2 separate regions of the Gossypium hirsutum genome follow, and region 1 is linked to region 2. Evidence: chromatin contacts called from public Hi-C data. All regions are on one chromosome and are shown on one strand. Each heading gives the region's core, a stretch centred on a gene start, on an enhancer-like site or on the middle of the called end of the contact. The rest is flanking DNA. Distances are from core to core; before and after follow the strand shown.

Region 1 (6,900 bases), core at 2,932-5,431, 510 kb after region 2:
TTCAAGTTGTTGTTCGTTTTTCGTTCGTGTGTTCGAGATTTTCCTCACCTAAGTTTTGTACTAATAACTTTAAGGTTCTATTCTTCATGGTGACTACAATAATTTTGAAAAATGCAATACATGTATGTTTACTAAAGTTACTAGAAACCCTTTCCCTAATGTTAAAAGAAAAACAAAAATACTTCTACATTAGGTGGAATGAAATATTTTATTACTTTTATTAATGATTGTTCTATATATTCCTATGTATATTTATTGCATTCAAAAGATGAAGCGCTTGATAAATTTAAAGCTTATAAATCTGAAGTTGAAATTCAGTGTTATTGATATTGTCATTGAATCAAGATATGTTATTTTTTTATGAAAATAGATTTAATTCTATTTCAAGACAATTACAACCACAACAATTAATTCATTCTTCAAATGAGAACGAGATTCCATTTGAACAAATTGATAATAATGATGAATCTTGTCAAGAATTAAGAAGAAGTAGAAGGATTAAAAAGGTAAAAGATTTTAGACCAGATTTCATTATGTTCCTTGTAAAAGGTAAAGGTGAAAGTACAGACAATAAGATACCTTATTGTTATAATATGGAATCTGATCCTTTTACATTTGAAGAGGTAATAAAATCTCAAGACTCTCCTTTTTGGAAAGAAGTAATAAATGATGAGATGGATTCAGTAATGGAAAATCAAACTTGGATCTTAATTTATCTTCCACCAAGTTCCAGACCAATAGGTTGTAAATAGATCTTCAAAAAGAAAATGAAGGTCAATGGATCTATTGATAAATTTAAAACAAGGTTGTTAGCCAAAGGTTTTACACAAAAATAATGTACTGATTACTTTGATATGTATGCTCCAGTAGCAAGAATTGCTACGATTAGACTATTAATATCACTTACCTCAATGTATAATTTGGTTGTTCACCAAATGAATGTTAAAACTGCATTTTTAAATGGTGAATTGGAAGAGGAAGTGTACATTGAACACTGAAAGGATTTGTTGTTCCAGGATAGGATCATAAGATGTAAGCTTATTAAATCTCCATATGGACTTAAACAAGCACCAAAGCAATGACACCAAAAGTTTGACAAGGTTGTTCTAGCTAATGGCTATAAAATAAATGAATTTGATAAATGCATATATAGGAAATTTGAAAATGGAAAAGGTGTCATAATTTTCTTATATGTAGATAACATGCTCATATTTGGCACAGATTTGGAACAAATTGAAAACACAAAGAAATTCTCATCAAATAACTTTGCTATGAAGGATCTGGGTGTAGCAGATGTTATTCTTGGGATTAAAATAACCCAAGAGGAAAGCACTATAGCTTTATTACAATCACATTACATTCAAAAAGTGTTTAAAAAGTTTGATATTTTCAATTGTATACTAGCATTTACACCCATGGATCCTCAAATAAAATTAGTATCTAATGCTGGTAGGAAATTTGATCAATTGAAATATGTCTAATTGATTGTCTTATGTACATAATGACTTATACAAGACATGATATTGCATATGTTGTTGGAAATTAAGTAGATACACAAGTAATCCAAGTAGTTTGCATTAACAAGCTTTGAATAGAGTACTTAGGTACTTAAAGAAAACTATTAACTATGGTTTGTGCTATAATGGATATCCTTTAATTTTAAAAAGGTATTTGGATGCTAGTTGGATTAAAAGTTTGGAAGATTATGCTCCTACTAGTGGATGGATCTTCATTCTTGATGGAGGAGTCATTTCTTGAGGTTCTGAAAAACAAAAATGTATTATTGATTCCACTATGGAAGCCAAATTTATTGCATTAGTCGTTGCATTTAAAGAAGCACAATGGTTAAGAAAATTGCTTTATGATGTACCTCTATGATCTAAATCAATTTCACCTATTTCTATCCGTTGTGAAAGTGTGACTACTCTAGCAAAGGCATATACCTAAGTATATAATGTAAAGTCTAAACACATTGGATTTAGATATAGCTATGGCCGAAAATTAATCTTTGATGGAGTGATCACTATTAATTATGTGAGGTCAAGTGAAAATTTGGTAGATCCTTTGACAAAAAGTCTTGCTAGAGATGTAGTCAACAAGATCTCAAAAGAGATGTGACTCATGCCCATTTATGAGAGTTACCTATAACGGAAACTCGACTCAATGCTTGGTATAACGTTACGTCTTAAGTCCAATGAGATAAAGTACATCATTAGTATGTGACTGCTAGCACTATAAATATATCTATCCTAAAATTAAAGTGCTAGATACCCGTAATGATAAAGGAATGATGAGTAATATAATCTTAATAGACCCATAACATAAATATGTTAGAGTGTTATAATTATGGGGGCACTCTTGAAAAATGTCTATATAAAGAGAAATAAAAATTCCTATAAATAGGAATGGGATTTATTTGGAAATATATCACCAAGTTCTAAAATTATTTCTATCTTTCCTCCATCTTCTAATATTATTAGATTATTCTATAAAGAGTTCCTGCAGAATTTTTTTTATAGAAATTGATTTTCTTGTTATACATTGCCCAGTGCTCAGTGGACTATTTTCGTCAATGCAAAACACAAATAGTCATCAGGTTTCATTGTATCCTCGAGATTTATTTGCTTGAAACTCATTTGCACACCAAGTATAGGTGGGACGATTAGATCCTTAAAGATAGTGGTTTGATACATGCTTTGGAGCCTTGTCCTATTTCTTCGTTTTCTGTTTGAGTTATTAATCGTTTGTTCAAACTTTCCTCACCGAACTTTTGTAGTAACAATTTCATCATGAATCTATTCTTCAGACCTAAACTCTTTTTGTTTCGGTGGTTTAAGGAGAAGGAAATGAGATTTTAACATTTACCGTAAACAAATGTTAGTGAGAAAATAATTGAATACATGTCTCAAGGAGAGCAGCAGAAGAAGCATGTCTAAGGAGCAAAAGAAGAATGAGCAACAAAATGTTTGGCCTACACCCTTAGATACATGACCAAATAAGCTTGCTATTTTGAATTCAAGCATGGTTACAAAGAAAAATGTAAATGTTTAATCGTATACGGAATATGGTACTTTTATTTAATGAATCACTTTAAAGTTCATGTCCCATCAAAAAAATAAAAGAATGAATTACTTGTTATTAGAAAAAATAATGAAAGATAATAAATGTTAGAGTAGTTAGGTAGCTAATGCAAAGGAGCTACCCAGGCACAATATTATAACAAAATCTTGGGTAATATGTCAAATATGAAAGGAAAAAAACGTTAAAGTTGTACTATTCTTTTAGCTGTTGGTTGTGCAATCTGCAATACCCTTTCAATGTCGATAATTAATGCAATAAAAGTAAATAAATACATAAAACAGATCACAGATGAGTTGAATTAATTCATATACCGACCGGATATGATTATATGTATGCATATATGTCAAAAGGAAGAGACGAGATTAAATTTGGTTAGCAATTATGAGAATTGCACCACATAGATTTTGGTAGGCATGCATGCATGGACATGATATATAATGCGTCTGAAATCTGCAAATGCAGATCATAGCCTGTATCCTTCAGACTCAATAATTTCTTGGAAGATTTGAGAGCAAGCCGAAAGATTAAATATATTTCAGTTATTCTAGCAGCAGCTCTAATTTGCTTTTCATGTAATTTGATGGGGAAATTAATTAGTATAATATTCAACCATATATAAAGCAAATATTTAATTCCAAAACAAAACAATAAATATTTGAAAGTAGTCGTTATGATTTAAACTTGTGAGATATCAATTATATCTTTTATCTTATGAAAAATTTAAACTTTTTATACTATATGTGTACACAGTGAATATTGTTGCAGATTTCATGACAATATTAGGAAGAAATATTTCTCTTGATTTGAGAATTTATGATGTTGCTCCAAGTTGATTGAGATGAAAATTTTACAAGACAGTATTGATATTAGATATAAGTCCTGTTATTAGTAAATATATTTAACTTCTTTTATCTACAAATATATATATATCCTATACCTGCATGCTTATTAGTAAAACCTATCAATATTGGAGCTGAGACACTGAAAACTAGTTGAAAGCTTACAAAGTTAATTTAAAGAAAGGGTAGGGAAGGGGAGATGTTTTTCTCTTTCTATAATTTTTATTTCTATCACTCGCAATTACACCTCTCACCCACCATAAATGCTATTGCACCCTCTCGATGGGCTCTGCTATTAACTCCTTAGCTGCCACATCCTCTCCACCTGTTTCTTCAATTCTCTTCATTTTCCTCAACCCCCCCTAGGAACTTCAAACCCCTTTCTCTCTCTAGACTTTAACCCTATTCTCTCTCAAGGTAGGTCTGTCAAACCAGTGACCCCAAACTCTTAAAAACCACCCTAAAGCCTCCTTTCATTAATCTTTCTCAACAATGTTCAAAAGGGTTTTCTTTTGTTTTGCCTATACGGCCCTTTAAAAAGTCTCTACTCACAAAACCTATTTCTTTCCCTGGACCAGCTTGTTTATAGCACCCGATCTGTGTTCACAACATTTGCCATTCTCTCTTTCATAAATTCGCTTATAAAGCTTTGCTGAGAATCAAGAGAGAGTGCAAAAAGTGTTTGTAATCTTTGGTTTGTGGGGACTTTCTATCAAAATCAACCTAAATACCACCAATATAGGAAACCGGGGCCAAGAATCTAACAAGCAAGAGACTGATATGTGTAGCATGTATTGCTGCTGGTTAGGGTTTTAAAGGTCATCGGCTATCTATGTCTCCCAACATGAGATTTCTAGTGACCAACTTACCACTGCATTTAAGACAAGAAAATAGTTGCCCTAAGCTCTTAGTCTCCTCCTCCAAATAATCCATATATAAGGTAATTTCTTTCCTCCTTTTTTTCCCCAACTTTTGCTGCTCTTTTTATTTCTCCGAGGTTCTTTCACTTTTCCCATGGGAATAGATTACGATAAGCTTTCGACTAATCCATCATTTTAATCTTCGAAGTATATGCTACCTTTAAATATAGTAGCAGTTGGTTATTAAGATATTCAAAGAAAAATCCTTCTCGATAAGCGAACTAAAACTTTTTTTCTTTGAAAGAGAGATGGTATATGGTTTACAGCTCCACTGTTTATTTGCCTTCCAAATGTTTCGACGATTCGATTGTCATGCACTGGTTTTGACTTTTTTAACCTTCTTTATGACTTCTTTGTATTTACATTTTGTGTCTTTCGTTACTGTTCTACAGTTTATTTAACCCTTTTCCCCCTTTATTTTAGTTTGCTTGATTTGTGTATGTTCTCTCGGCAGAACCCAGAATATCCATACCGTCGACATTCGAGCACTTTGTTAACATGTTTAGCCCCAACTTATTTGAGAGTCCCCATATGTTCGACATGTCTCATAAGACCTCGGAAAGTGAACTAATGGGGAAGGTCAGGGATGATGATTATGAGATCAAATCAGTCACTGAAACTATGGATGCTCCCTCTGGAGATGATCAAGATCCTGACCAACGCCCTAAAATGAAGTGTTATCATCGTCATACCCAGCGTCAAATCCAGGAGATGGAAGCGTAAGTTTTTTTTTTCCTCTTACTTAAAGATAAGAAATATTAACATGACTAGTTCTTCTTTGGGGAATTGATTGTTTTGACACTTTGTTGCTCAGATTCTTTAAGGAGTGCCCTCACCCTGATGATAAGCAAAGGAAGGAGCTTGGCCGTGAGCTAGGGTTAGAACCTCTTCAAGTCAAGTTTTGGTTCCAAAACAAGCGCACCCAAATGAAGGTATATTTCCATATATAGGTGAAAATCAGGAGCTCTAATCTGCTTATTTAAGTATTTAGACTTGTTTTATGATTAAGCTTTTCTGTCTATGTAGTAAGCTTTCCTAGCTTAGTTGCTAAAGTTCACCTTCATTAACAGGCCCAACATGAACGCCATGAAAATGCTATACTGAAGGCTGAGAATGAAAAACTCCGAGCCGAGAATAATAGGTACAAGGAAGCTCTCAGCAATGCTACATGCCCCAGCTGTGGAGGCCCAGCTGCCCTTGGAGAGATGTCATTTGATGAGCAACTTTTGAGAATAGAAAATGCTCGGTTAAGGGAAGAGGTGATTGAAAAATGCCTCACACATCCCATCTTATTATCAAGTTACCTTTTTATTGTACTTTTTATATTTTGGTTTTCTTGTATTACAGATTGATAGGATATCTGGAATAGCTGCTAAATATGTTGGCAAGCCTTTATCTTCTTTGCCTCACCTTTCATCTCATTTACATTCGCGCTCTGTTGATCTTGGAGCTAGCAATTTCGGGACACAATCAGGATTTGTAGGGGAAATGGATCGCAGTGGTGATCTTCTGAGGTCTGTCTCTGGACCTACAGAAGCGGATAAGCCCATGATTGTTGAGCTTGCTGTTGCTGCAATGGAGGAACTAATACGAATGGCCCAATCTGGGGAACCTTTGTGGGTTCCTGGGGACAATTCTATAGATGTGTTGAGCGAAGATGAATACTTAAGAACTTTCCCTAGGGGAATTGGACCAAAGCCTTTGGGGTTGAGGTCTGAAGCTTCAAGAGAATCTGCAGTTGTCATCATGAATCATGTCAACTTAGTTGAGATTCTCATGGATGTGGTAGGATTTTTTTTTCCCCAAGTTTGGGTCCATTATATAAATTTTTAGATCCACCCCCATTTATTTATGACAAAAACGATTGATTTCCAGAATCAATGGTCAAGTGTGTTTTGCGGTATTGTTTCAAGGGCTATGACTTTAGAAGTCCTATCAACTGGAGTTGCAGGAAACTACAATGGAGCCTTGCAAGTGGTACTAAGTACATCTATATGCTTTTCTTTTCAATACCAATCTAATAAAACTTTCTGGCATGCATGCTCTTTCCCTAAGCTCTA
Region 2 (6,995 bases), core at 852-3,351:
TGTTGTAGGACAAACTGCATAAGTAAACTACATAGTTGTATTGCATCATTATAGAATAGTAGTTAGTATTATAGTTCATAACCAGTAAAGCACTGGCATTGTACATGTAAATTGTAACTAATTTCATCAAACCCCCCCCCCCTCCTTTCTCAGTAGTTACAAGGCAGCAAAGTCCTATTACTCCAGCATACCTGGAGAAAAAGTAATTTTCCATCTCATGACTTCATTAGTAACGTTTTGATATTCGTGGCATTGAACACTTTTGCTTACGGTCATGGTAGAGCCTCAATATAACAGCAGCAGTTTCTTCAATTGCTTTACCAGTAACTTCTGCAAGGATAAGGACCAGTAGGTGAGCCCAAGGTTCATCAGATGAATATGTCAAACATCTTTAACTGCTTAATATCAAAATTTACCATATTTTTAATCATCTTAAGCTTAATAATGATCTCTAAGTATCTCCATGTCAAGGAATCAAAGCAGTTGGGAGAGTTAAACAAAAATAAGTAAATTAATTATGTTTACCGATGACTGGCCATGTAGGATTTTGAGCAAAAACCTTGCGAGCAAACTCCAACTCCTCTTTCACATAAGCCATCTCCGAGTAGTTACTCCTTGCATTGTCACCGAAACCCAGACTCTTAGCCCTTGCTTTCCTAATAGTTTGCAAGACCAAGGGATTAATAGTCAAACCAAAAACCTTCTCAGGGTCTACTTCGAAAAGTCCCTTTGGCAAAGCCACTCCATTCACAATAGGCACATTGGCTACTTTATATCCTTTCTGTGCTAGATAAATTGATAACGGCGTCTTCCCAGTACGAGAAACACCTGTGAGCACAATGTCAGCCTTGCTTAAGTTTTGAGGTAGAGCCCCATCATCCTGCTTGATTGTAAATTCAACAGCTTCAATCCGCCGAAAGTATTCATCTGAGAGAGGGATGTTTCTTCCAGCTGCTCCACGGGGAAGACCAGAAGGTGAGACACCTAAATGAGCAGCAATAGCCTCTGTAATTGGACCCAATATATCCGTCGATGGTATACCCCACAATTTGCAAGCTTGCTTGGCGGACTCTGCCATGGAAGGATCAGCTAAAGTATATACAAGCAATGCACCTTCCTTGGCTGCCTGCTTTATAATCTCCATCAATCTCTCAACATCATCAATCTGAACAATTGCAGATCATCATTGTCATTCAACCAATCTAAATGATTTCCCAGTTTTTAAAACACTACAAGTTCTAGTTTCATCACTAACTACAACAAATACATCAACTTGAATAACAACTAAACTTGGATTAATTAGTAACTGAAACAAGTTCTGAAATATGAAACAAACATACCCCAGAGAAGAGATGGGTATTTACGGGACAACCACGATCCACCAAACAATGCTCGAACTGCCCCAACGCTGCGTTAACGGAATGCTCCGCCGTCCATCCAGTTCCATCAGATACCATATAAATTGGCTTCCCCGAGTCTGTTACCTCCACCTCACGATCGCTGTCATTTGCCGTTGAAGTGGGTTCCAAAGACAAGGTCTCACTGATTCGTTGAGCTGAGGGGTTCACCTCAAGCGCCCCAGTCCCGTGGCTCGGTCGTTCAAGCTTGTGGCCCGACCTTAAGGCTCGTGCACGGTACCATCTGTTGAACTGTGGGCTACCTTTTAGTTTCCGAACTTTGGGCTCGGGTTCTGGGTCGGAAATATCGGGATTGGCCGGGGTGGCCGTGGCCCGGAGGTTGAAGGCGGAGCAAGGACAAGCGAGCATTCTTAGTTTTGCTTCATTTGCTTTTCTTGTAATCTAATTTTATTTACCTGTCTGAAAATTATGAGGTGGAAGGATCTCGGGCCAAAAAATGGTAGCAAAATCCAAACAATAGGTTAATGAAATATGAACCCACCAACTAAGTTGGACTGAATTGGATATTAAAAATCTAAGATATTTATTCCCATTTGAAATAAAAACATCAATTTGATTCTCATCTTTCATCATATTACAAGGATCTCACTTTATTGGGAAATGATGGGAGGGATATGGATTCTTGGATATAAATGCGAATTCAATAGGAAGTTGAACCCATTGTTTGGTGCATGAAAATTTCAGTGAGGGCTTTAAATGAGTTAATGGGAGGATTGAGAGAATATTGCATGTAGTTTAAACAAAATAAAATGGATAAAAGAGCCTCCAAACTATGGGGAAGTGGATCCAATCACATAATGCCTTTTTTATGGTAACATTCATGAGAGAAGGTGTTGATGTCGGTTTATGCATGCCATACTGAGAGACCACCAAAAAGAAATCACAAAAGAGAATAAACATGTCTGGGCCCGAGTTTGAACTGGGGGCCTCTAGTGTGTGAGACTAGCATGATAACTAACTACAATACGTAAACATTTTGATGTCACTTAAAATATTAATTAAATATTACTTTTCATTTTTTTTTAAGTTTTGTGTTAAGTTTATTCACTTAGTGGAGGTTAATTACATAATAATTGGATGCAAGTGTGATAGGAGACCGCATCTAAATGTGCGAACGTTTAAAGTTAAAAATGTGCAAATAAAAATATAAATATTTAAGTGCGGTATCTGCAAATGTACATGTCAAATGTAATATAGTAAGCGTTACAATAGAACACCAATAAGTATTCTGAGGATCGTACCCAAGAGATTGCAGATTGGAGAAACTTATTATTAAATTAACTATAGAAAATAATTACTAATCTAATCAAGTCACAAATTAGTAGTGTGAATCCAAATTAAAAGATTAATTAAACTAATGAAATTAATTAATCTAAAATTAACCTAAGGGAATTTCCATTTTCTAGTGTTGGCAATGCGAGCCTCTAGCTTATCTAATTAAATAATTAATTATCATCGATTGAGTTATTTATCACTCTTAGTTAAAAATACTTTTTCGGTCTCATCTTCACTAAGGATTACTACCTAAGTCACCCTTTTAGTCTCTTCCTAGGCATACGAATACCCTCTCAAACTCATTGTTTGGCACAAGGTATAAACGACAAGATACCCTTTCGGTCTCACCTGTCTAGATATTCTATCAGGGGCGTCTCTCCCTAATATACTAAGTACTCTTGAATAAACAACCAATTTCAGATAAATAACCACTTAACAGATAAATCAATTTAATAATCGAATCATGCAAGATATGAATAAAGCACAAGAAATTATTCTAATATTCATACAAATGTTAATTGATCAGATTAATGAAATATAAATAAAATAATAAAATAGAAGAGTGAAGAGAATGCTTATTGATAAATATATTGAAGCGCAGATCCAGAGCAATCTTCGCTCGTAATTGTTTTCACATCGGAACAGATAAGTTCCAACTAAGCGAACATCAAAATAAAATACAAAGAAAACTGAATAGTAAAAACTATCTGTCTAAGTCTACACCGTCCTGTCTACCAATCCCGATTACCCTAAAGTTACTTATATAGGCTACAAGCTATTTGGTGCCCACATAACACAAGATACATTTAGATACTAATTAATACAATATAATCTTAGATTGCTAGGGTCTAAATATGAAAATATCCCAAGAGTTTCGTCCTAGGATTTAGCTCATTTTGGCCTGCCTTTGTCAAGTCATCCTGACGTAAAATGACTCTTCGTCACAACATCGCTATCGTGAATGCCTTCTGATGATCGTCGCGTCGCCATGACAAGGGGAAATTCCTCGTCACGAGATGAAATGCTTTTTAGCATTGACAACTTCTTTGTTCTGTTGGGCTCCCTTGTCTTGCAGCCCGATGATTATTCCTTGTATTCTTGGACTTGAATTGGCATCCTACACACTTAATTAGCCCATTAATCACTCCTGAGACCCATGTTGGCCTTACGAATCATCGAAACATTAGAAAATGTGTCAAAACACTTATTTTATTAATATATAGATTCTAAGCTATTAATATTAGAAATTTAATAATTAATTATAAAATGTCAAGAAAATAAGTTTTGTCAAGTGCCAAAATGTATTTAAACTACCATTATAATTAATGGCAGGTCAACAAGCCACGGGTCGAAACTTATGACAAATGCACACAAAACGTCTCATGGGGTTCATTTGATCCACTTGAATTAGCTCAATTCGTGAAACATATGGAGAAGTCCATCTACTTAAAGTCTTAGGGGCCTAGTGGAACACTCCAATAAAACTAGAGTTACCATGGTGAATATTGTAAATCCTAAGGGATAAAATTGTATAAAGTTTAAATCCCTTAGGACTCTCATCTTGTAGATAGTCTTTAATCTTTATCATCGGTGTAGTTTAAATTATACCATTGAATTTGGGAGAGCTCAACTATAAATAGAGTACTTCATTTGTAATCATCCCATTCGTTGCTATTGAATATATTTGAGAGCATTTACTCAAACACCTTGCGTGCATTGTTTTCGTATTTTTAGTTTGATTCAAGTACTTTTTTCTTTTGAGTTTGTTCTGGCTTTGTTTTGGTGCCTTGGAGAATTTCCCTTGAGAATTCTCACTTTTAAGAGATATACTGACTTAGGTAGATTTGAAACAAAAGAATTATTTAAGGCCATAAAATTTACCAAACTAAAATTTTAACCCCGTAATGGAAGAACTTAGTTTTTAGCATTTAATTGTAAGAAAAGAAGAAAGGATTTTCAAATGAGACCTTCTAACGCAATGACATGATAATGGTGCTAGCGGCAACGATTTGGTGGTGTGCGCAATCATATCGACTATTGTTCTCTCACCTCATCTCATTGTGGATTGATTAGGGAATATTAACCATCATTAATGAAAACTTTAATCACCTCGTTATCAAAAAAGACAAAATCTCTCCACACATGATATCAGGCCTAACATGAGCCGCAAAAAGTCAATTTTGAATGTTTAAATTAATATGTTGGAGAAAGGACTTGTTTGAGGATGGATTTGAGTCTTTTAAGGAGTCAAGGGTTGCATTGTTCAACTGCCTCGGTGAATTGAATTTTCCACCGCTCAAATTAAATTCCACTGGCCTGTGACGGTGATTGCGGAGGAGCTTGAACCTTTGAAGACTCCTCCAAGTATTATCCATACTTGGAAGTCCAATTATTTTCTACGAATAAGGTACAATCATTTCAATTTTTTTCCTCTAGAATCATCAGATTGTAATGAAGCATCTTATAAAAGTGATTGAAATGAAGTTTCGCAGGCCTAGCCTGTACTTCATGAACAATGCAAGTCCTTGGCAGTAACCGGATATCCGTGCTTTTTTTTTAAAATTATTTGATTCTCCAAATTTATCTAAAAATTTGAGTTCATAAATTATTCAAATATTACTACTCAATATTATTATATGTTGGACATTTGAATATGTAAAAAAATCTAAATTTAGCATTTTCAATCAGATTCGAATCTACAAAAATTCAAATCTATCCACGAAATAATATAAATTCAAAGAAAAATTAATTTTAAATAAAATTTATTTATAATTAACATTAAATAAATATAAATTAACAAAAGTAGTTAAATAAAAATCTAAACAAATTAAACATAATAATTTCACAATAATTTTTTTTAAATATAAATGACTGAGCTTTTATTTAATGAATAAAGAAAGTAATTACAAAAGTGGGCCTTAGACCTGCCCGCCTCAGAATATAACCAATAATCCTAAGTTTCTAAAAAGCAAACTTAAAGAAAAGGAATAAAGTAGAAACTGACAAAATATTAAATGCATATAGACAGAAGATAAACCTACTCAGCCCCAGTAATTTCAATGATAGCTGGACTCCACAATGCTTTTTGAATCGTAATTTCAAGGTTGTCCATCCATTATGTCGATAGCTCTGCCCAAATAAAATACATCCATTGCTATCCCCTAAACTTCACCCCCTTCTCTCCATCATCTTCTAGTCTGGTCTCCTTCCCCAACGTCCTTTCGGAAACAAATTTTGCAGATTCGGGTCTTCTTGAACCAGGTAAAAGGTTACTCCGCTCGCTAAAGCTTCTTTTGCAATCTTATGGGCACACGAGTTTTCTATTTTGAGAATATGTTGGAATTTTATTGTTTGGAAATGAACACTCTTACTTTGAATATCCCGTATGATTGTTCCTATTGCTTATCTATCTGTTTCAGTTGATTGACACTTTCTGATTACTGTTCACGAATCCCCTTTGATTTGTACTTCTTGAAAACCCATTAAGATCCCTAACTTAATTGCTTCCAATCCTGCATATGCTTTTGCCGCGAACAGAGATGGAACATTATTGTGAAGGATCGTCTTCGAGGCCAGCAATTTGTCTCTGAGGCCCCAAACCACCACTCCGGACACAAATTTGAAAGTTCTTTTGTCAAACGCCATGTCAAAGTGCACTTTAACCGTTGATAAGGCTTCCATATTTCTGTATCTTCTAGCCTTATCTAGGCTTTCCTACTTTGCTCTCGTTTCCTCTTGCTCAGCCTTATAACTTATAATTTTCTGTGATAGTTGTCTTCCTGTTATAGACACCTGCTCATGGACAAGCTGGTTTCTGGAATACTAGATAAGCCATAAAGCATAACAGAAAAATCGACTCTGCTCCTCGGACCCTTTCATGAATACCCAGGTAAGCAAGTCCCATAGCTCAAAGATTAAGTTATTATTGACCCAAGAGATATCTAAAAGCTGCCAAACTTCTATACTTGTAGGACAGTGTCTGCATATGTGAGAGCATCCTCATCCCCCGAGCTACAACGGAGGCATTGGATGTTCGTGAGTACCCTTTTACACCTAAGGTTGACAAACGTGGGCATGTAATTCTAGGAAATATGCCAGATCGTTATTGCAACTTTTGTGGGAAGCTGTAAACTCCATAGTTTGCTGTAAATTTTTTAGATTCGGCCTGTAATAAATAACTTCTAGAATCTAGTAAAGAATTCTGTAATAGTTTATAGGCACTACGTACAGAAAACTCTCCCGACTATTCTCCCTTCCAAACTTGAAAATCCGCATGACTAGTTCCTGCAATAGGGATCTGCA

The links. Hi-C and Micro-C count contacts between places; a contact is called where the count stands out from the background.
Region 1: a Hi-C map of leaf shows a contact between it and region 2, with 2.2 times the contacts expected there. The contact joins the promoter of LOC107961971 here to the promoter of LOC107961963 in region 2. A contact is called at or near these places in 3 of 34 Hi-C or Micro-C datasets (callus, leaf and seedling).

Annotation. Positions count from the first base shown.
Region 1 is chrA06:115,840,064-115,846,963 of Gossypium_hirsutum_v2.1, forward strand. LOC107961971 (homeobox-leucine zipper protein MERISTEM L1) reads left to right here and starts at 4,182. Exons shown (of 12, transcript XM_016898160.2): 1 at 4,182-4,860; 2 at 5,295-5,559; 3 at 5,655-5,772; 4 at 5,911-6,099; 5 at 6,188-6,625; 6 at 6,716-6,817. The coding sequence starts at 5,339.
Region 2 is chrA06:115,329,193-115,336,187 of Gossypium_hirsutum_v2.1, forward strand. LOC107961963 (pyruvate, phosphate dikinase regulatory protein 1, chloroplastic) reads right to left here and starts at 2,102. Exons shown (of 3, transcript XM_016898153.2): 1 at 1,341-2,102; 2 at 526-1,165; 3 at 20-330. The coding sequence starts at 1,766. The coding sequence ends at 227. It overlaps LOC107961964 (a long non-coding RNA gene), which reads left to right and starts at 5,735. Exons shown (of 7, transcript XR_005928794.1): 1 at 5,735-5,954; 2 at 6,231-6,380; 3 at 6,465-6,582; 4 at 6,665-6,995.